Linked DNA regions of Arabidopsis thaliana: region 2 is linked to region 1. Evidence: chromatin contacts called from public ChIA-PET data. All regions are on one chromosome and are shown on one strand. Each heading gives the region's core, a stretch centred on a gene start, on an enhancer-like site or on the middle of the called end of the contact. The rest is flanking DNA. Distances are from core to core; before and after follow the strand shown. Region 1 holds the start of AT2G22790. Region 2 holds the start of AT2G07850 (a long non-coding RNA gene).

Region 1 (6,473 bases), core at 1,314-3,813:
AGCTAACATTTTTAATGGGCTTATAAGCTACTTCAAAAAAAAAAAAAAAAAAAATAGAAGAGGGAAAAAATTGGGAAAAAATAAATCTTCTCAATTACTCTTTGTCATTTTTCCAATCAAGAATAATTTGTTCACCAACAATATTCTTCTCAATTTTTTTTACTTTCAGTAAAAACAACTAAAAATTTCCTCTCATAAATACATGGTATACAATTTTCTTCTACTTTTTTCTTCTCGTTTCTTCTCTTTTTTTTCTTTTCTTTTACATGGTATACAAACCAGTCACACTCATAGACTCTTTCAAATTCTTTCTTATTCACTTAACTTGGTTCTAACACTAAGCTTAGGCATTTACAGTACAAAGCTTAGAAAATATAACTTATAGTATTTTTTAAGATATTTTACAACCACAATTTTATTCGACCCACTCATAACCATAACTTTATTTAACACACTCTTATTCACATATTAATTTATTGTTTTATCTTGACATATTTTGTACCGGGTACTTGAGTTTCAATTCGGATACGAGCCGAAAAGGAGGTAAAAGCCAGGTAACAAGTAAATTTGCCCAATCTTAGTAGATGTCTCGTTTTTGCACTCATGAGTAAAATCTCTAAATTTGGGATAGTCAAATATCTAGAGCCATATAGTTTCTTCCTACGATTTAAATACAATTTGTTCATATATAGTTTCTTAGACGAGGTTTATGTAGGAATGGCCTTCGTTCTTGATGTTGGTAGATAAACTCTCATCTCTTTTCTTTTAAAGTTCTTTGCTTGTTATATCCTAAAACCGAGTATCTGACATGTATAATATTACTCAGTTTTGGCTAGCCAATTGTCATGTTGGGTACCTATTTTATCATTTACTGTTGAAGAAACAAAAAAAAACGATGTATAGTTCTATTTAAGAATATAAGCCAACTCTAGCTATAACACCGTAAGATCCATCATCCATGTCTCTTAAAATTGAAGTGCATGTACTTTGATCATATTGAGGGCTTTTATGATAATATTTACGGGGGTTTTAACGTCATAATATAAAAAAGGTTGAGGCGATTCGTTTATAATTGAAACAAATAATAAACCTACAAAATCTTTCTCGGTTTTCTCCATCTTAACGTCATATATTTAATGTTTGTCATTGATTTTATACATCCGAGAATATTCTAATGACATTACAGAAATATTTCAAAATTACCTCAACCTTTTTTTATTGAGCTGGTCGTTTGTTACACATTTTGACATTATACTGACCGATCCAAACAATTATTTTCCAATGAATTTTACTTTCTATCTAATCAAGAGACAATCAAGGTCTTTAATTATACGGGGCATATCCCCATTTCTGCTGCAAATGCGAAATCACAGATAAACATAAGACAAAACCAACCCATGATACTCAAAACCGACACATTCTGTTTTCAATGACATATATTTTGGATACCAAAAGCTAAACAGATCGAATCTCTCAACTAAAATAATCAAATAAAATCCAAAAAGGAAGATTAACTTTTAATCGCCTGTCTTAAAAATATTAAAAGTTAATCGTCTGTCTAAAATCCTACCTAATCAGTATTTTGAAACACAAAAGGTTTTTCATCATTCTATATTCTTAAAGCGAAATACGAACTTAGTTTTACCATCAAAACAATTGTATTTTTTGTTTGAAATACTCAAAATATTTTTATGAAAAACTATTTATTTAGATTCAACTCTAATATCTTTATATCATTTTATTAAAAAATTATGAGCATTTATAAAATTAATAACAATTTTGTTTTTGGTAAATGGCAAGATCGAGTTCATTGACATGTAAATTATTTTTAAATCTTATCTTTTTTTTTTTTTGGTAGAGTTTTAAATCTTATCTTTGATATCTAATCTTTATTGTATTAGCTTTATCTTTAAACAATTTTTTTTGAGAATTCTCTTACAAAAAATATTAGCATGAAAGAATGGCAGGTTTACCTTTTCTTTACAGATTAGCTCCACAATGTGAGATTTTTTAATTAATACAAAAGTTGAACGAAATACCAAAATATGTGAGTCAATATGCGTAATTGATTGACTCACATTGCTTGACATTAGTTTATGAAATGTAATTAATCTATTGATTTTAGTCCAAGATTTTTCAAAATCTATAGTCATTTGAGTACTTCCTTAATTGTTACATTTCACTAGGATTGCTTTCCAAATATTCAACTTTCAGATTCTTACATCAATATGTTGAAAAAGCTACACCAGTAAAACTAGTTTCATGGGCTAACTGATAAATCTCACAATAGATTTTAGTTTATATAGTAAAATATATATTTTATAAATCTTTTAAATGTGCACACAAAAAAATCTTTTAAATGTGAATTTACAGCTAAATTTTTTTAAAAACATTTGCTGTAATATTCAGAAGTGTAATTTTAAATTAAAACCTAGCTAGTAAAGTAATAGTCTACACGATTTTAATTTCCTTTTATCCACTTCAACGTAATATTAAAAATTCGCAATGTTTCCATTATTACGTAACTTTCTAAACTCGTTTCATATAATTTCCAAAATTGGTTCGTAAATCATATCAAGAAATTGATTTGATTCTCCACTATATATTATTAATAATCTCTTTTGACCAGTTTTAGCTAAAACTATAATACTAAGAAGCCAAAGATGAATCATCGTCTCGCCGGAATAATTAGCCCACTTGGCCACATTACTACAGATCCAATTCGTTCCTCCTCCGTGAACCCTTCGTCTCCGGTTTACTACAAAACCATTGTTAACCATTTCAAATCTCAAACCGGTAACCACGTTTCACCTGGGCTTACCAATCAAGAGATCTCAGCCGTTGAATCCTCTCATGGTTTCTCTTTCCCTCTTGATCTCCGTTCGATTCTCCAAACCGGTCTTCCGGTTGGTACCAATTTTCCCAATTGGCGAACCGGGTCGAACCGGAATAATCTTCTTCTCCCTCTTCTTAATCTGTCTCAACACGTCGTCAGAAATGGATTCTGGGTCGATTCTTGGGGGATCCGACCCGGAAATGACGCGGAGGCTTTGTCACTCGTGAAGAAATTGATTGAGATCGCTCCGGTACTCGTCCCTGTATACGGCGATTTTTACGTCCCTTCGACGACGCCAAATTTGGCGGGAAATCCAGTTTTCCAAATCGACGGCGACGGAGTTAGGGAATTGAGTTGCGACGTAGTCGGATTTCTCAAGGGAATCGGTCGATCAGAAACGCCGACGGAGGATCGACGACGAAGGAGACGACCACGGAGAGTGGAGTTTTGGAGCGATGTGGCGGAGGGATGGAGATTTGTGGTGGCGCGTGATTACACGCGCGATTGGTGGAGCGCGTTAGGTTTTGAGGGGTTAACGGCGTGTTTGGACGACGCGTTTTGGAAGCTGAGGGAAGCAGGATGGACGGAAGATGATGTTCGCGATATGATGATGATGGACAGCGTAGATCAAAACACGTGTATCCAGCAGCAAACGCAAACGCAATCGCGGGATGTGGTGTACGCGTTTGGCGATGAGGGAATGAACGAAAGAGATAGAGACACGTGTACAGAGGACGAGGATCATCAGAAAGGCGAAGTAACGACGTTGAGGCATTTGTTGCTTTATGATCGTTTGATGAGCTAAATATTCATCTAGTTGGGATATTATAGTTCTTGTAAATTGGTAAATTGTGTTAGATGAAAATTATTTTCTCGATACTTTTTTTTCATGACATTTTGTTTCGTGGATTTAGGAGATTGATATTGAGTATGATTATCATAAATCTTTTTCTATCATATACTAGTAAAAATTCTGGATTTTTGAATATTTTTTTGGCTATATTATATGCTGCAATGTTATCGATCTTAAAGCAGAAGTTGTTTAACAAAAATCTTTATTTTCATGAGATAATGAAGTTTCAAGAATTTGTTTAAAGACAAAAAATCATGTGTTCGGTACAAAAGAAAAGCTATAACTTATGCTCTGGGAATGACAACAACCCTTAATATGTTCAAAAAAAAAGATTACAACAAATTACAATGACACAAATTGAATTCGTAAAACTCTCTACTAAACAACATCGAATGAGAGAATTTGAGCAACCATTGTAAGATTTACTCAGCCGCAACACTCTCATTGCTCCCTCCATTTCCAGAATCCGGTAAAGTTTCAAGATCGGTGCGAACATCTTTGACTTCTTGAGGAAGATTAGTATCCGAAGAAGAATCAGATTGTTCTTGAGTTACCTCTGTTTCACCATTCTTGTTGCTTTCCTCCTTCTCTGATGTTTCCTCTGATTGCTTTTGTTCAGTATCTGAAACGCTATTTTCTTTGCTAGATTCACTTGTGTCTTCGTCAGTCTTCTTCTCGTTTTCCTCAACCTGTTCTTTCTTCTCACTCTCGGTGTTTACATTTTCCTGTGATTCGTTGGACGATGACTCTTCTTTCTCTTTTGTCTCGGTTTCTTTCTCTTTAGTTTCCTCTTGCGATGCAGACTCTTCTTTTTCAATCTTCTCGTTTTCTTTCTCTTTAGTTTCCTCTTGCGGTGCAGACTCTTCTTTCTCAATCTTCTCGTTTTCTTTCTCTTTAGTTTCCTCTTGAGAAGAAGACTCTTCTTTCTCCTTTGTCTCAGTTTCATTTTCTTTAGATTCTTCTTGCGATGAAGCCTCTTCTTTCTCAATCTTCTCATTCTCTTTGTCTTTAGTTTCCTCTTGAGACGAAGACTCTTCGTTATCCTTTGTCTCGGTTTCCTTTTCTTCGGTTTTCTCTTGGGAAGAAGACTCTTCTTTCTCCTTTGTCTCGTCTTCTTTTTCTTTAGTTTCCTCTAGGAACGAAGACTCTATTTTCTCAGTTTCCTTGTCTTCGTTTTTCTCTTGAGAAGAAGACTCTACTTTCTCCTTTGCTTCGGTTTCTTTGTCCATAGTTTCCTCTTGCGATGAAGACTCTTCTTTCTCCTTTGTCTCAGTTTCTCTGTCTTTACTTTCCTCTTGAGACGAAGATTCTTCCTTATCCTTTGTCTCACTTTCCTTGCCTTTACTCTCCTCTTGAGATGACACTTCAGAAGTTTCTTGAGAACCTCCGTCTCCAGAACCCGTGGATTTACCGGTCACAGAGGACTCACCGTTAGAATCATTGAACTCCTTCTCCAACAACTCATTCTTCTCCATAGATTCACCCTCAGATTTTATTCCCTCCAAGGAATCCGATTCATGACCTGAAGACGAACCAGTACTCTTCTCATCACTACTGCTTTCCCCATTATCTGTTGTGTTAGGCAAAACACTCTTGATAACAGAATCTTCCACTTCTTCAGTCTTTATACCCGACTTGTCTTCCACTTTCTCACTGTTCTCCGACTCACTAGTCTTCTCCTCAGACTCATGAACTACCTCACTAGAAGCATCATCTCCCTTGTAATTATTCTCTCTTGCCTCTTCAATATTCGCTTTCTCATCTATATCTTTCTCTTTACTCTCCTCGCTCTCGTCTATACCTCTGTTTTCTTTCTTCTCTTCAACCTCACTCTCTTCGCTACTACCATTGTCTTTCTTCTCTTCAACCTCACTCTCTTCGGTACCACTCTTCTCCCTACTCTCTTCAGTACCGCCATTGTCTTTCTTCTCTTCAACCTCACTCTCTTCACTACCACTCTTCTCGTTCTCTTCGGTACCGCCATTTTCTTTCCTCTCCTCAACCTCACTCTCTTCGGTACCACTCTTCTCATTCTCTTCAGTACCACCATTGTCTTTCCTCTCCTCAACCTCACTTTCCTCTGTCCCACTCTTCTCATTCTCTTCAGTACCGCCATTGTCTTTCCTCTCCTCAACCTCACTTTCCTCTGTCCCACTCTTCTCATTCTCTTCCGTACCACCGCCATTATCCCTCTTCTCTTCAACCTCACTCTCCTCTACACCGCCACTGTCTTTCTTCTCCTCAATCTCACTATTCGAATCCTCATTAGACACAATCCCTTCACTTTCCTTCTCCTTATTCTCTTCACCTCCTTCAACAATCTCATTCTCCTTATCATCACCATTACCCGAATTAAAACTCTCAACAACATTCTTACTTCCTTCATCCTCAGCTTCATCTACCTCAACAACACGAGGGATAAGATCTTTCCTACCAAGCTTGACAACTTTATCAACACCACCAACAACAATCTTTGCACTTTCCTCAAACTGAGCTTTCTTCTCATGAGAATGCTTAACTTGATAAAGCAACCATATCCCAACACTAAGCAACAAAGTCAATTGAATACAATGCTTCACCTTGAAACCCTTTGATCTCTGTCCTCTTCTCGGTGATGATCTAAACATATTTCCTCAATACCTATTCCAACAAATTAATCAATACCCAATTCTCAGATCTCAATACCAAATTCCATCAGATAAAGAACATTACATTAAATGCACAATGATTGGGAAACAGATCTAAGCAAATAATACATAAAAATAGGAACTTTACCAGGAAAGG
Region 2 (6,473 bases), core at 1,259-3,758, 37 kb after region 1:
AGGCCAAAATGGCCACAATACTAATGCTGCCGCCGCTGCTTCTGCTGCTGCCGCTTCTACCGCTGCTGCTGTGTCCAAAGCGGCAGCGGGGACTTCAGCTGTTGCGATGCGTGGATCAGATAATAACAATAGCCTTGCCGCTGCTGTTGGAACACAACATCATACCAATAATCAATCTACAGATTCTTTGGCTAACAGGTGAAAACGTTTAACATCTCTTGCCTTTTTGATATAACTTATCTGCATATTCTTAAGTTTTTAATGTTCATACCTTTTTCAACTTTTAAATACTTCTTTGCCCTATGAGTAAGTAGTAGACCCACCAATTCATTATTACTACATCTTTTATGATTGTGACCACTCCTTATTAATATGAGGCTTAGGATTCCATATATTTGGATTTTTTTGCTTTAATGAACTGTTTACTCTCCTTTTCTTGATGATTCAATGATGTAACAAATTAACAAGAAATCTTAATGGTTGTTTGTTGCATTGCAGAGTTCAAAATTCTCGAGGGGCTTCGGTTTTTCCTGCCACGATGAACTTACAGTCGAAGGAAACTCATCCGAAACAAAGCAATAATCCCTTTGAATTCGGACTCATCTCTTCTGATTCGTTACTTAATCCGTCGCATAAACAAGCCTCGTATGCAACCTCTTCCAAAGGCTTTGGATCGTATCTTGACTTCGGCAACCAAGCCAAGCACGCGGGGAATCACAACAATGTCGATTCTTGGCCCGAAGAGCTGAAATCGGATTGGACTCAGCTCTCAATGTCAATCCCTATGGCTCCATCTTCCCCTGTTCAAGATAAACTTGCACTCTCACCTTTAAGGTTATCGCGTGAGTTTGACCCCGCGATCCACATGGGATTAGGCGTCAACACCGAGTTTCTTGACCCCGGGAAAAAGACGAATAACTGGATACCAATCTCCTGGGGTAATAACAACTCCATGGGAGGTCCACTCGGCGAGGTACTAAACAGCACGACCAATAGTCCCAAGTTTGGTTCCTCTCCAACAGGCGTCTTGCAAAAGTCGACATTTGGTTCTCTTTCTAACAGCAGCTCGGCAAGCAGCACCATCATTGGCGATAACAACAATAAGAACGGTGATGGAAAAGATCCGCTTGGCCCGACCACGCTGATGAATACTTCTGCTACTGCTCCTTCTCTGTGAAACTGAAAAAAAAAAACTAAGGACAATTGCGAAAACAAAAACACTCTGTTTTTCTCTGTTTCTGGTTTTTCTTACTTGATGCATTGTTGTTTCTGTTGCTGTTTTCTTTCTATATAAAGCAAGAAGAAACTAAAGGAGAGATGTGTGTTTTTTTCTTCATAATCTTTGTTCTTTGTTTTTCCTCTTATTTGTTCTCAATCATCAAATTCTTGATTTTATTGTTCCTCTTATAGCCGTTGAGCTAAATCCCTGGTTTTAAGAAGTCTATGTACACAATGTTCTAAAACTGAAAAATATACAAATTTTTACTTTTTTCACTAACCACAAAATTAAAACCAAGTGTTAGTGTCACAAAATTTGTGATCCTTGAGAGATTTTGACGAGAGGTTTCCTAGTTGCAGACAAGAGGCAACATTGTTTGTGGATTGGACATAGAACACTTCTTCAAAACAACTGTCTCCAACTTTAGTTTTTTTTTTTTTTTTTTTGGGTTCTGTTTCTCCACTTTTGGGTCCCTGTAACTACTTTTTGCTCTTCTCTCTCTAACCCTACCTTTCACTTATTCCTGTTTTTGTTTTTCTTCAAGAAAAAATGAAATTGATTATAAAGAGTGGAGGAGGACCAATCTCTCAATGTATGGATGGTCCATAACGTTTTTAATTTGGATTTTTTTGTGTAATTTTTGGAGATTTTATTCTAACACGTGGCATGTGTGGGACGATCCAGACACTTCCACTTGCACTAGACACGACAATTCTTACCGAATAAATATCTTCACTAGATGCAAGATGCTTCAAGACTCAAGAGTACAGTATTAGATATAGTTTGGAGTACATAACCTTGTTGCTTTCATATGATAAATTTAGTGTTAGATCATTAACAATCTTTTCCCAAAATGGTTAATGGTTAATGGTTAATGGTTAATAGTTTTGCATATATTTTAAACAAATAATACGTTATTCAAATTTGCATATATTTTTCTAACTATACTTAATTCCGTCTACGTACTTGATAAAAAAAAGGCTTGTAGGAAGAATCTTGCGGTCTGTCTACTTGAGGAATAAGAAGGAATCAAAGAGGAAACAAGCTGAACATGGGAATTGGGAAGTCTGTGAAAGACTCTGGTTGACGTAGAGGTTTCATTCCAACCCTCAAAGCCGACGACTCCAACTTGATGCAGAAGGTTTTAAATACATGATAGGGTGGTAGTCGTCAACAAGAGTAGTTGATTAGGCTTATATCTTTTAGCCCACTCACTAATGGGCCTTGATAAATATGATTAGAGAGGCCCAAGTACGAAACAACAGCAAAAAAAAAACGAAGTCCATCATCTAAAGTAACACTCATATTCTCATTTACACATAAGAGTGATCAAAAGAGACACAGAAATAAAAATACTTCGCTTTTATCTAATTTTTTTTTTCCGTTCTAAACTTTTTTTTTTCTATTTTTTTTTCTTTCAAATCATATGATGATGATTGATGATCAATGATGGATTCAGCTGAAGCTGTCTGAAAATCAAAATCTGCCTCATCTCCAAGAATCTCCGTCTGAGAATCTCTTGTTCCGACAAAAGCTGATTGTTGTCCGTACACATTAATGCGATGTTGTACAAAACAATTCGAAGCCGGTTTGCGAGTTCCCGGTTTTCTAAACCGAGACGATTTGCTTCGTCTTTTAAATTATCAATGTGTCTTTGTTTACGCATCCTCGACCGCTTCGCTGATTCTCGGTTTGATTCCATCCGTTTGCGTTTACGGTCGTCAGTCACCTGCAAAACCGACCGGTTCAATTTGTTCCGGTTATGATTCGTGGCGTTACTTCGGATTTTCGTGTTTTTTGAGTCCAATTCGTCGGATTGAGGACTCGGTACGCCGTGGAAAAGGTTGGAATCATCAGAACCGGAGTTAGTTTTGATGGAACCGATACACGATTCGTCAAAACCGTTAAAATCGGTGTTAATTTTGACAGAACCGGCATCGGATTCACCAGAACAAGGACTCGGTACGACCGGTTCGAGATGGATTGTAGAGAAGAGATCGGAGCAGTTCAATTCCCAAGGAGTGAATCCGGTCTGGAAATCCGATAATTGGTTAACCAAACCCGGTTCAGTAAAGGTAAAGGCCGGTACAGTAGACATCATAATGACCGGTTTAAAATTGTTTAATTAGAGAGAAGAGAGAGAAGAGAAGGAGAAAAGGGAAGCATTGATTTGAAGGAGACTGGAATTTAAAGGAAAATTGGTAAGGGTATTTTGGTAATTTTTGAAATACTATGTATGACCGTATTTTATACGTATAACGACTTTTGAGTCATGTGGCACTATGTGGGGTTGGTATTATTTTTCAAGACCCAACTTTTATGATTTATATGAAAGTAGAAAAATATTTTGTGGGACACCAATAGCCAATAGGACTCGTTTAAGGTCACTTTCTGAAAATAAAAAAGTGATTAAAATTGTTAAACCAAATGTTTGTTATAGCTTAGTGATGAAGAAACAGTCCATATTTAACACATGCATTGTCCATTCATCTAATTTGTCGCCATTGTATTCAAATCTAGATTTACAACAGAACAAAGAAAAAGAGAGAAGTTCAAATAAATAAAATAAATTTGAGGCTCAAAAAAATGAATATGGTGTCGTTGGTCGATTGATTTATATGTGTAGTTGGTGTAATTAGTGGTTGGACATGAAACAACTAACATAAAATTCAATCACAACGTTCGTTTTTGGTTTTTATTTCAATCAAAATTTATCTGATTTTAACTAAATCCAGCTTTTTATTTCATATTGGTTCGTATCAAAAATGTTTTTTTCTTTTCCACAAAATGTTTGAGTAAGTTGTTTATATGATTTTAGTATTTGAAAGGTACTTAGAGAATCTATATATTAGTTGGTACCTGGTGTAACTACCAAACTAAAAATAAATACCGAATACTGATATATTTTCTCAATATGTTATTTTTTGTGTGTTTTTTATCAATCGTGATAAAGTAATTTCAAAATTAATTGGAATTAAACAAAATATTTATGTTTAACGAAAAGCTATTTAAGAACGAAAGAGAATCTTATTTATCTAACAAATAAATAAAAGAAAAAATAATCTTATCAATGAATAATACGTCCAACAACAAATTAATGATTTTTAAATACATTTTTGTGCTCTAAATTTTCGGTTAGTTAGTTTATTCGAAATAAGAAGATAATAAAGAAGAGAAAAACTATAGCAACGGCCACATGCCAAATCTTCAAAAGTAGTAAAGCAGAAATATATTTAGAAAACTTTTATTATATGGTTTGGTAGCATGTTAAATCAAACTTTAATCGCATAAAGATGTATCATTCAAATGCTTCCCACATTATCTTTTTAGTTTTAATAATCACAACTTCTCTTTTATTAAATATATATATTGTTGCTATTATAGAATATAAGTAGGTGATTCTACGTATTTTTTAACGCATCAAGATTTACTATTGTCTAGCCCAATTTGTTATTGAAATATCAAATCGTGTAAATCTTGTTCAGAAACTTGCGTGGGCTCGAATTTGGATGTAGGGAGATAAAACTGGCATTAGGCTAGCTAATAGGCAAAAATAAAACAAAAAATAAGAAAGACTGAAATAAATGATATCATCAGTTCATGATTTGATTTGATTTTCATGCTCTAATGCTAAATATTTTTTCTTGTGTCATTTTGATGAATTAGAGATGTCCATCTTTATTTTAAAATCGTACATTGACGCAAAATCTTCGCTAAAATAAAGAAAATATAAAAGTGGCACTGAAAATGTTAATAACTTTATTATTTGGTTTAAAATTGGTCTTCCAACCTAGATAAAATAATTTTATATAAATAATTTTTCTCTAATTGAAAGATCCTATGTAAACTAAACTGAATAAATACACACACATGGTTCTCACTCGAAGAAAACTCTTGGTCAGATTTTGGTTCACCATTCACTAAAATCTCTGGGTTGAGTCTATAAGTCTTTCAAATCCAACAAAAACAACATTCTCCAAAGAAATTAAAAGTAACTTTTTAGTAGATCTTAAAAATATGTCCTCACAATTTCGTTATAACATATGTATGTATACAACCTTTTATAAATCATAAATCAACTTAAACCACAATGATAAGTACAACAAATTTATCCAAAGATATGATACTCATATAATATAAACATTGTATATGCATTTGTTGAGATATGATATATCATATATGTATATGTCATATTTGATATTCATAAAAAAAAAAAGTATAGTATGATAATCACAATCAATATACTTTGTGCCCTCATTGAAAGCTAAATGTTAAGATCATCAAGCTTTGATGATCTTGATTACAACCATGTTTTATTATTGTTAAGCAAAAGACCAAAATTTTTAATATCAAGTTTTCACCACCGTCACAAAGCGATCCTTTATGGTAAACTTCTATTTAACTCTAAAAATGTTGATGGTGTCCTTGGTTTCATCAGCGATAGTTTTGGTTAGTCTTAATGTTTCCTAAGTTAACATCGGTGTTATCTCTCCACGATCTTTGTTGGAAGACAAACCAACGTCCCACATCAAAAAATTAGAAAATAACATTCTAGTATATAATTACTTACATGAAAAGTCAACTAAAGCGTAAACATAGAAAACACTATCATAAAGTGCTATTAATATCTGTTTTTCGTATAGTGATTCAAGTCCAACTCAAAATTAGTTTGAGGTCTTTCGGGAAAATGTCCAAAAACAAATCCGTGCGAGCTTGAAATTTTTGTATAAAGTAGACAAGTTTACTTGGGTTTCGGGAGCCAACAATCTTGCCTTCAAACAACTTATTTGTAGTAGAGTTTTTGGTCGCTTTATATTGTCGCTAGCGATAATTTTCTGATCAAGCTTTACATCTTTGCTGGAGATTCAAATATCCAGTAGTTATCTTGAGTTTCACAAGAGAGAATTACACAAGTGTGTCAAAGACTAGCTATAGTAATTTTCGACTAGCTCACTCTTGAATCTCTTTTATTACAAACTAGGTAATTACCCGCTATATTACAAGAAAACACGGGTTTTCAAACTACAACATTAGTAGCAATATACTCGTTAAAGTAGAAGTCGACTATATTACGAGTAATAGCCTTAGTCGCTAATCCAGAGTCGCTAAACAAAATAGTCGTAACTTTAGTCGCTAAATGACCACTACGATACGACTAATACCCGCTGTCATAACATTAGTCATATTGTAGTCGTAAAATATAACGACTGAGTTACGATTGAATCACATAAATAACGAGTATCGTAGAGACTCC

What was found. ChIA-PET counts read pairs in DNA pulled down with a chosen protein or histone mark.
Region 2: a contact with region 1 is called in an H3K4me3 ChIA-PET map of shoot, with 11 read pairs. The contact joins the promoter of AT2G07850 here to the promoter of AT2G22790 in region 1. A contact is called at or near these places in 3 of 26 Hi-C or Micro-C datasets (root, rosette leaf and seedling) and 1 of 2 datasets of contacts at active chromatin or transcription factors (shoot).

Annotation. Positions count from the first base shown.
Region 1 is chr2:9,693,269-9,699,741 of TAIR10.1, forward strand. AT2G22790 reads left to right here and starts at 2,564. Exons shown (of 1, transcript NM_127844.2): 1 at 2,564-3,859. The coding sequence starts at 2,664. The coding sequence ends at 3,641. AT2G22795 reads right to left here. Exons shown (of 2, transcript NM_179701.2): 1 at 6,465-6,473; 2 at 3,863-6,329. The coding sequence starts at 6,316. The coding sequence ends at 4,112.
Region 2 is chr2:9,729,965-9,736,437 of TAIR10.1, forward strand. AT2G07850 (a long non-coding RNA gene) reads left to right here and starts at 2,509. Exons shown (of 1, transcript NR_140236.1): 1 at 2,509-3,364. GRF1 (general regulatory factor 1) reads left to right here. Exons shown (of 4, transcript NM_127849.4): 3 at 1-198; 4 at 499-1,337. The coding sequence ends at 1,177. It overlaps bZIP6 (basic leucine-zipper 6), which reads right to left and starts at 3,436. Exons shown (of 2, transcript NM_001202651.1): 1 at 2,612-3,436; 2 at 1,315-1,670. The coding sequence starts at 3,320. The coding sequence ends at 2,637.